Regions from separate parts of the Mus musculus genome. Here region 2 is linked to region 1. Evidence: chromatin contacts called from public promoter capture Hi-C data. All regions are on one chromosome and are shown on one strand. The core of a region is the stretch at or near the end of the contact, and the rest is flanking DNA. Distances in the headings are between cores, read along the strand shown. Region 1 holds the start of Susd4 (sushi domain containing 4). Region 2 holds the start of Mtarc2 (mitochondrial amidoxime reducing component 2).

Evidence for each region. Promoter capture Hi-C pulls out the DNA fragments that hold promoters and counts their contacts.
Region 2: a promoter capture Hi-C map of embryonic stem cells shows a contact between it and region 1, with 10 times the contacts expected there. The contact joins the promoter of Mtarc2 here to the promoter of Susd4 in region 1. A contact is called at or near these places in 2 of 39 promoter capture datasets (embryonic stem cells and liver) and 1 of 9 other capture datasets (liver).

Annotation. Positions count from the first base shown.
Region 1 is chr1:182,762,515-182,765,868 of GRCm38.p6, forward strand. Susd4 (sushi domain containing 4) reads left to right here and starts at 1,702. Exons shown (of 9, transcript NM_001356461.1): 1 at 1,702-1,882; 2 at 2,492-2,674. The coding sequence starts at 2,527.
Region 2 is chr1:184,844,265-184,847,620 of GRCm38.p6, forward strand. It overlaps Mtarc2 (mitochondrial amidoxime reducing component 2), which reads right to left and starts at 1,644. Exons shown (of 8, transcript NM_133684.4): 1 at 1,282-1,644. The coding sequence starts at 1,553. Gm34451 (a long non-coding RNA gene) reads left to right here and starts at 1,583. Exons shown (of 2, transcript XR_865818.3): 1 at 1,583-1,973.

The DNA.
Region 1 (3,354 bases), core at 452-2,951:
TGGCTAGCACTGTGTCAGAAAGGAGACTTAAGCGCAGATCCCAGGCTTGGGACAGATGAACTTGGATGGTCCTGTTGGCCCTGGTAGTCTTATAAGCCGATTGTTGCAGCTAAGCGGCAGACTTCAGATACATTTGTTGCATGGTCAACAAATAGTTTTATGCCCTGTGGATCTGACAGCTATTTTTAAAACGGTAGATATTTTATTGAGAATAAGCTAGAATAAATATTCAATTTGCAGCGAACAATCTTAGGACCTTGGAAACACAGAAAAATGCCCAAGTAATGCTTTGGGCTTCAGAGTTCAGGCTTTAGCAGAAATGCATTTGTGATAACCAAAACTGTTCAACTTACTCCGTGCAAAGCTGACATCTCAATTTTACAAATCGAAAAAAAAAATCAACAACATTGAACTAGATTTATCTACTAAAAGCTAATTTCTCCTGCAAGAATTTGTTAAAATTACTCGCAGTAAAAGCCAACACGGTAAAAGCTGTAATTTCCAAACTACCTTCAGTATGTGAGATTTTGGGAAAGTCGATAGAAGGACGAGATGATTTGGTGGCTGTATCAGAAACATGGTTTTTCATATCCACAAATTGCTACAGAATAATGGGGATCCAGTGGTTCAAAAATACTGCCTGCCGGCCCTACCTCATTAAGGCACACCCCTTAATCACCAAGGCTCACACAAGTACCCTAGGAGCCGGCCCAGACCTCAGAGGGAGGTCTAGCTTGCTGGGGAACAGCAAAGGTTGGGAGAACAGAGCTAGCAGCAGGCTGAACTTAAGACACCAGGAAGGGACCGCTGACCAGGGGAACGTTCTTTCCTGGGGACCCCTGATCCTTTCGGGTTCTTACCCAAAGGAAATAAGCTTCCGGTGATATCCAGCTTTCCCGCATTGGCACCCATCATCTCACTGCCCGGTCACTTGTCTCCCTGAGGGAGAGCCTCTCAAGAGAAAGCTCCGAGAGATGCTTGCGTCTATCTCCAAGGCAGCCAAGAGGGAAAATGCCGACGGTGCAAGGGACGGGAGACAGAGACCCAGCCTCCTCGGGCTGTCCACTGGGCTCTAGGGGAAGCTCACACCCGTGGAGATGTTCGGGGTCACCAAGAACTTGAGGTTTTAGCAGCAAGGGTTGTGCTTACACCGCCCCATTCAAGTTAACCCTGTCATCGGTGATGGTCCTGGGTGGGATCATCCTGTCCACCTCCACCTTCGAGGTCACAGCCTCTGGTGGCACACACGGGGCTAAGGGCTCCAGAGGCCACTGGTGAAGGATCGCGGCGCAGACCTGCGGTGTGTGCGCGTGCGTGTGCCTGGGTATGTGTGCGTGCATACGCGTATGCGCGTGTGTGAATGCGTGTGCGTGTGTGCCGCCGCCTGGCGACTCGTGCCCGACAGGTGCAGGCGCGCCGGCTTCCCATTGGCCACGGCGTCCTCCTCCGCCCACGCCATCCCCTTACCCCTGCTACCGGCGCTGGCTGGGACCCGCCGAGGCGCGTGCAGGCCCGCGCGCCCCTGCCCTTCCCGCGCGCGCCCGGGCCTCGTCCCTTCCTCCCCCTCTCCGCGCCGCCGCCGCGCGCTCCCGAGCTCAGGTAGCGGGCGCGCGCAGCCCGGCAGCCGTGGCCCTCGTCACCCCCGCCCCCGGCCACTCGGGGGAGCCCGGGGAGGGAGCGCGCGGCGGGACGGGCGGGGGCGGTGTAGCCCGGCAGCCGCCGAGGCTTCCGTCTCGCTCGCTCGCTCGCTCCTCTGTCTTGCTCGCTCGCTCGCTTGCTTGCTCGCGCAGAGGCGGCAGCAGAGGTCGCGCACAGATGCGGGTTAGACTGGCGGGGGGAGGAGGCGGAGGAGGGAAGGAAGCTGCATGCATGAGACCCACAGGTAAGAGCCGGAGCCCGGAAGGGGCTTGCCTGCCCCGGGGAGGCGTGCGCAGGCCGGGCTGGGCGAGTTGGCTCCTGGCTCAGCTCCCCTAAGGGAGGAATTTTTAAAATAAAAATAACAGCTCAGATTTCATAAGGGACTGGGGCAATAGGAGCCTCCCAATCCTTGGAAAAGCAGAGAAGTATCCAGGGGCAGCAGGGGGCACATTGTGAGATTCCTCAGAGTGAAATGTACAGGCCCGGGGAAAAGTGTTTTCTCAGCCGCTTGATGCTATAAGGCTTTAGACTTTCCTGTCATGATCAGAGCCGCTGAATCCCGGGGACCAGCACAGAGCCAGTGTGCACTAACCCCTGTCCTCTCTCCCCTCCTCCATCCCTCCCGCACGCGCAGTATCCCATGGTGGCTGCTACTCTCTGGACCCTGCATGGGGGGTGGCAGGGAGGATCTCGCTGTGGGAAAGGGGGCGGGGGCTGCGCAGGGGCGAACAGGGATGGGATGGGATGGAGCCCGCAAAGCCCAGGCACCGGGCCCCCAGGGTGGAGGAGGGAGAGCTTGGCCCCAGAGCCCGGGCAACCCCGGGGTATTGTCGTGTTCCGCTCCTGGTTGCAGACTCTCGCAAGCTGGATGCCCTCTGTGGATGAAAGATGTATCATGGAATGAACCCGAGCAATGGAGATGGATTTCTAGAGCAGCAGCTGCAGCAACAGCAGCCTCAGTCCCCCCAGAGACTCTTGGCCGTGATCCTGTGGTTTCAACTGGCGCTGTGCTTTGGCCCTGCACAGCTCACGGGTGGTGAGTGACCCCGCTGTGGTGGGGGGAGCTTTGAATGGCCCAGCAGGGAGGGGAGACTGTACCGACCGGACAGCACTGCGCCTTCTGCATACGTGCAGACTTTAGGGGTGCCTGAGAAATAGAGTCCCTGTGTCCCAGCCTTCTGCAAAACCCCTGGAGTTCACAGAAAATTGTGTGGAACCGGTGTAGGTTCGCACACCCACCGGCAGCCCAATTGGGCTTTTCTGAAGGAAGGATAAGAAGCCTGGCACATTTTCCCATTTTGGCCCAGAGGAAAAAGAGGATCAAAGGAGTGTGTGGGGGTGGGGGTGGGGGGAAGCAGTGTATTTGTAGCCCTTCGACCCTTGATCTTTGCCCTTCACACACAGGTCAGGTTTGGGCTTCTGGATTTGAACTACTTTAGAATAAACCGTCTTGAAGAATGTGAAGGGTCTGAAAACATGGTCAGACCAGTTGAAGGACAGGTTTATTTGAAAGTTAACTTTCTCTTTCTTGGAGGTGGTGTGCTGAGGCATGTCTGTGACTGTTGGGGGTGGGGAAGGGCTGCAGAGTTCCCTTCAGGTATGTTTCTGGAAGACTGCTTAGCGAGGTCTGAATTACGGTGGGGATTAAGTCAAGGACTCTTCTGTGAAGTGGAAGTTCTGAAACCAAATTGATAGCCCCAGTCCCTGTAAGGCGGC
Region 2 (3,356 bases), core at 394-2,893, 2.1 Mb after region 1:
ATCTCGCAGGAAACCATTTCATTATAGCAGAACAATCCCCTGGGGGGATTCTCCATTCTTGGTGATTTCAATTCATTTGGACAGGGATGGGACTCTCGAGGAATGGTAGTATTTTATTTCATTTTATTTCATTTCAGTATATACACAAGTTTTCATATAGCTCAGGCAGGCCTTGAACCCAAATCTACAGCTTCCCTGGAAGTGACCTTGAACTTCTGATCCTCCTGTGTGGAAATGACTGGCATGTGCCACCATGCCTCCCTTGGATGCTGGAGGATAAAATTCAGGGCTTCACGAACCCTTGGCAAACACTCTCTCCTACCAACGGAGCTATATCCCCAGGCCCTCAGTAAATGATAATTTAAACCCAAACCTCCCAGCATTGCAAACATAGGCCGCCAATGAGGAATGGAAAATCCATGAGCGGAATTCCTGATCTATAAATTTATTCTGTAGCAGAACTAAACTCTTTTTTTTTATTCTAACCTCCTTTATTATTATTTCATACCCGTTTGTGACTAGCTCTCTATCGCCATCTACCACAACCCCTCCCTCGCCCCACCCCCGGCAAACCGTGTAATTCTGCTCCTTACTCGTTCAAGTGGTCACCAGAACTAGAGGGAAGGCCCGATGTTCTTGAAAACGCTCAGCCAATGGCATTTTATATTTCTAGTGTCCTACAGTTAGGAGAGCTGTACGGACAGCTGACAGGGGAGTCTCCCCCCCCCCCCCCACCCCCCAGGGTTCCAGGAATGCTCCAACTCAGTTTTCCAAAACTACTTTAGCCAGAAGCACGGGCTTCGCAGCTAAAGGATCAAAGCTCGACAGCCCAGAGAATTCAGGCAACAAGCCTCAGTTCTGTGAAGCCGAAAGGGGTGGGGGCCGAAATCCAGGCGCTCTGTTTCGCTTTAGAGTAAATTTGCATGTGGTAAAACTAAAATTCTCCTCCCGGAAGGTCTCCCCACAGACATATTTGGGCTTGCAAACTTAGATTTCAACTTGAACACGCTCGTCAATGTGCACCGTGCTGTAACTGCTGTCATCTCTTTCCCATATGTGTGTTTCCCAGAAGCAACAAACCCTTACTTTCTAGGTTTGGGGAGAACACAGCTTGCAGTACGGAACTCCTCTCTCGACTTGCTCCAGGCTCAGGCTCACAAAGTTTGCACTCACCGAGGGGCGCCTGGTTCCAGGTCTCACACTTCCGAGCAAGGATAGGCAAGGCCCCACCTCCCTCGCCCCGGCCCATTCGCGCCCGGTGCAGTGCGGGGCTCGGCGTACCTGTCGCGCACTTTGCCACAGCGCAGCCCCATGTCCGTGCACTCGGTCTCACACACCGACACCCCCTTGCAGGACTTGATCGGGTAGATCCAAACCTTCGACACCGTGCCCACCTGCTGCAGCTGCCGGCGCCGCCGGGGACGCGTGCGACGCCAAGCTACGGTCCCCAGCGCCACCGCAGCCAGCCCCAGCGCGGCGACGCCGAGCCAGGTGGACCGCGGCTGCCCAGGGAGGCCGAGGCGAGCCAGAGCCGTAGAGCTGGAGGAACCCATGTTACACTATCCCGGGCAGGCCTGGGCTACTGGGCCGCGGTGTCGAGGCGGGGCTTAAGGCTCCGGGAGTGTGGGAGGAGCCAGGGTTGGCGCAGCCGCACTGCCTGTCAAACTTATGCTGCTCACGTCCAGATCAGTGTCGGCGGAGCCTGGCCCACGCCCATCGCGGGTGACAGCGTGGGGTGGTCACTTTCATTTTACTTTGTCTCTGTCCGCCTTTAAAGTGATCCCTCCCCCCATGACTCTTCAACCTGCTACACTCATTAACCCTTTTGCTTCTAAAAGGAGCACACTCAATTGTGCAAGAAGCTGCTGCACTGAAATGAAGCAGAATGGAGGAATGTTTCCTGGGGACAACTTTGGGATAGGTCTCCCGAAGATCGCGCAACTCTCTGGAACGCTCGGCTTCCATCTCTGCAGGTAGAGACAAAACTACTGGCGCGGCTTCTGGCAGCGTGACCTGAGGTTACAGGTACACCAGCCAATTAAGACAGCGCAAGGAAGGGAAAGGCTGCCAGAGCTTACCACTTGCTGAGGTCCGAATAGAGGACTCTGGTCGACTTTTCTCAGACAACGATCTAAACGGAATCCAAATGTCAGGCTTTGGCTAAGAGATAGCCCCAAGTTCAAGATCACGGTGGGCTATTGATGGCCAGGACCTGTCTCAGAAGCATCAATGATTAACTCATCAGTTGAAAGCCGCTCAACCCATAAAGGTCCTGGCTGCCAACACTGACATCTCGAATTCAGTCCCTGGGAGCCATGTGATAGAAGGGAGGGAACCATTTCTTGAACAAACAGAGAGAGTGGGAGGGAGAAGGAGAGGGGGACTGGGAAGGGGAGGGGAAGACTGAGACAAGAGACACGAGAGAGGAGAGGGTGGGAGGTGTACATGGAGAGACAGAAAGAGGAGACAGGGGGAGAATAAACGCTAAATAAATAAATGGCGAAATGACTCAGTGGTTAAGAGCACCCAGATGGACTCCCAGTACTTACATAGCAGATCGTATCTGTCTGCAATTCCAGTGCCAAGAGACCCCCACTCTCTCTGCCCCCTGCAGACCCCCACTCTCTCTGCCCCCTGCAGACCCCCACTCTCTCTGCCCCCCGCAGATAGCTGGAACACAGGTGGTACTCAGGCATACATGCGGGCAAAAACATCCACATACTTAAAATAAAAATAAAAATTTTAAAATAGCCAAGGGCTTAGAATGTTGAATTCTGCTGCGTGGACAGTCACCAGAGACGACAGACTTCTGCATGGGAGGAAAGACAGGACAGAGCCCCAACCTCTGTAACTGGCAGAGCAAGTGTGTTTGCTTCTGATAGGTGACACAGACTGAGAGAGCCTACCCATGTAGCACGTGTTCCCCCCCCCCTTCTCTGCCCCTTCACTTTCCCTCTGAAAAGCTCAATGCCTACTAGATCTGAGCTCATCCCCACTACAGACACACACTCTGTCAATAGTTACTTGATGGATAAAACCCAGGCTTCACAGTTTAACTGATGTCTGCCATTATTTTGTAAAAATTTCATTCAAGCAGACTACTGGGATAAGAACAGACTTTCTTACATAGGATGGGAGTTGGTTTATTTTTCAAAGGATGGTTCTTTGCATCAAGACATAATCTGTCCAAGGCCTCTTGAGGAGGCCAATCTGTTGTCCCCTCCAAAGTAGGACTAAGCCACCTGCTGGAGAAGAGGTTTTTTTTTTAAGAAAAACATTTGCTTAAACCAGTGTGTGTGCACATGTGTGTGTGCACATGTGTGTGTGTGTGTAGCCACATTTCCACTTACATCTTC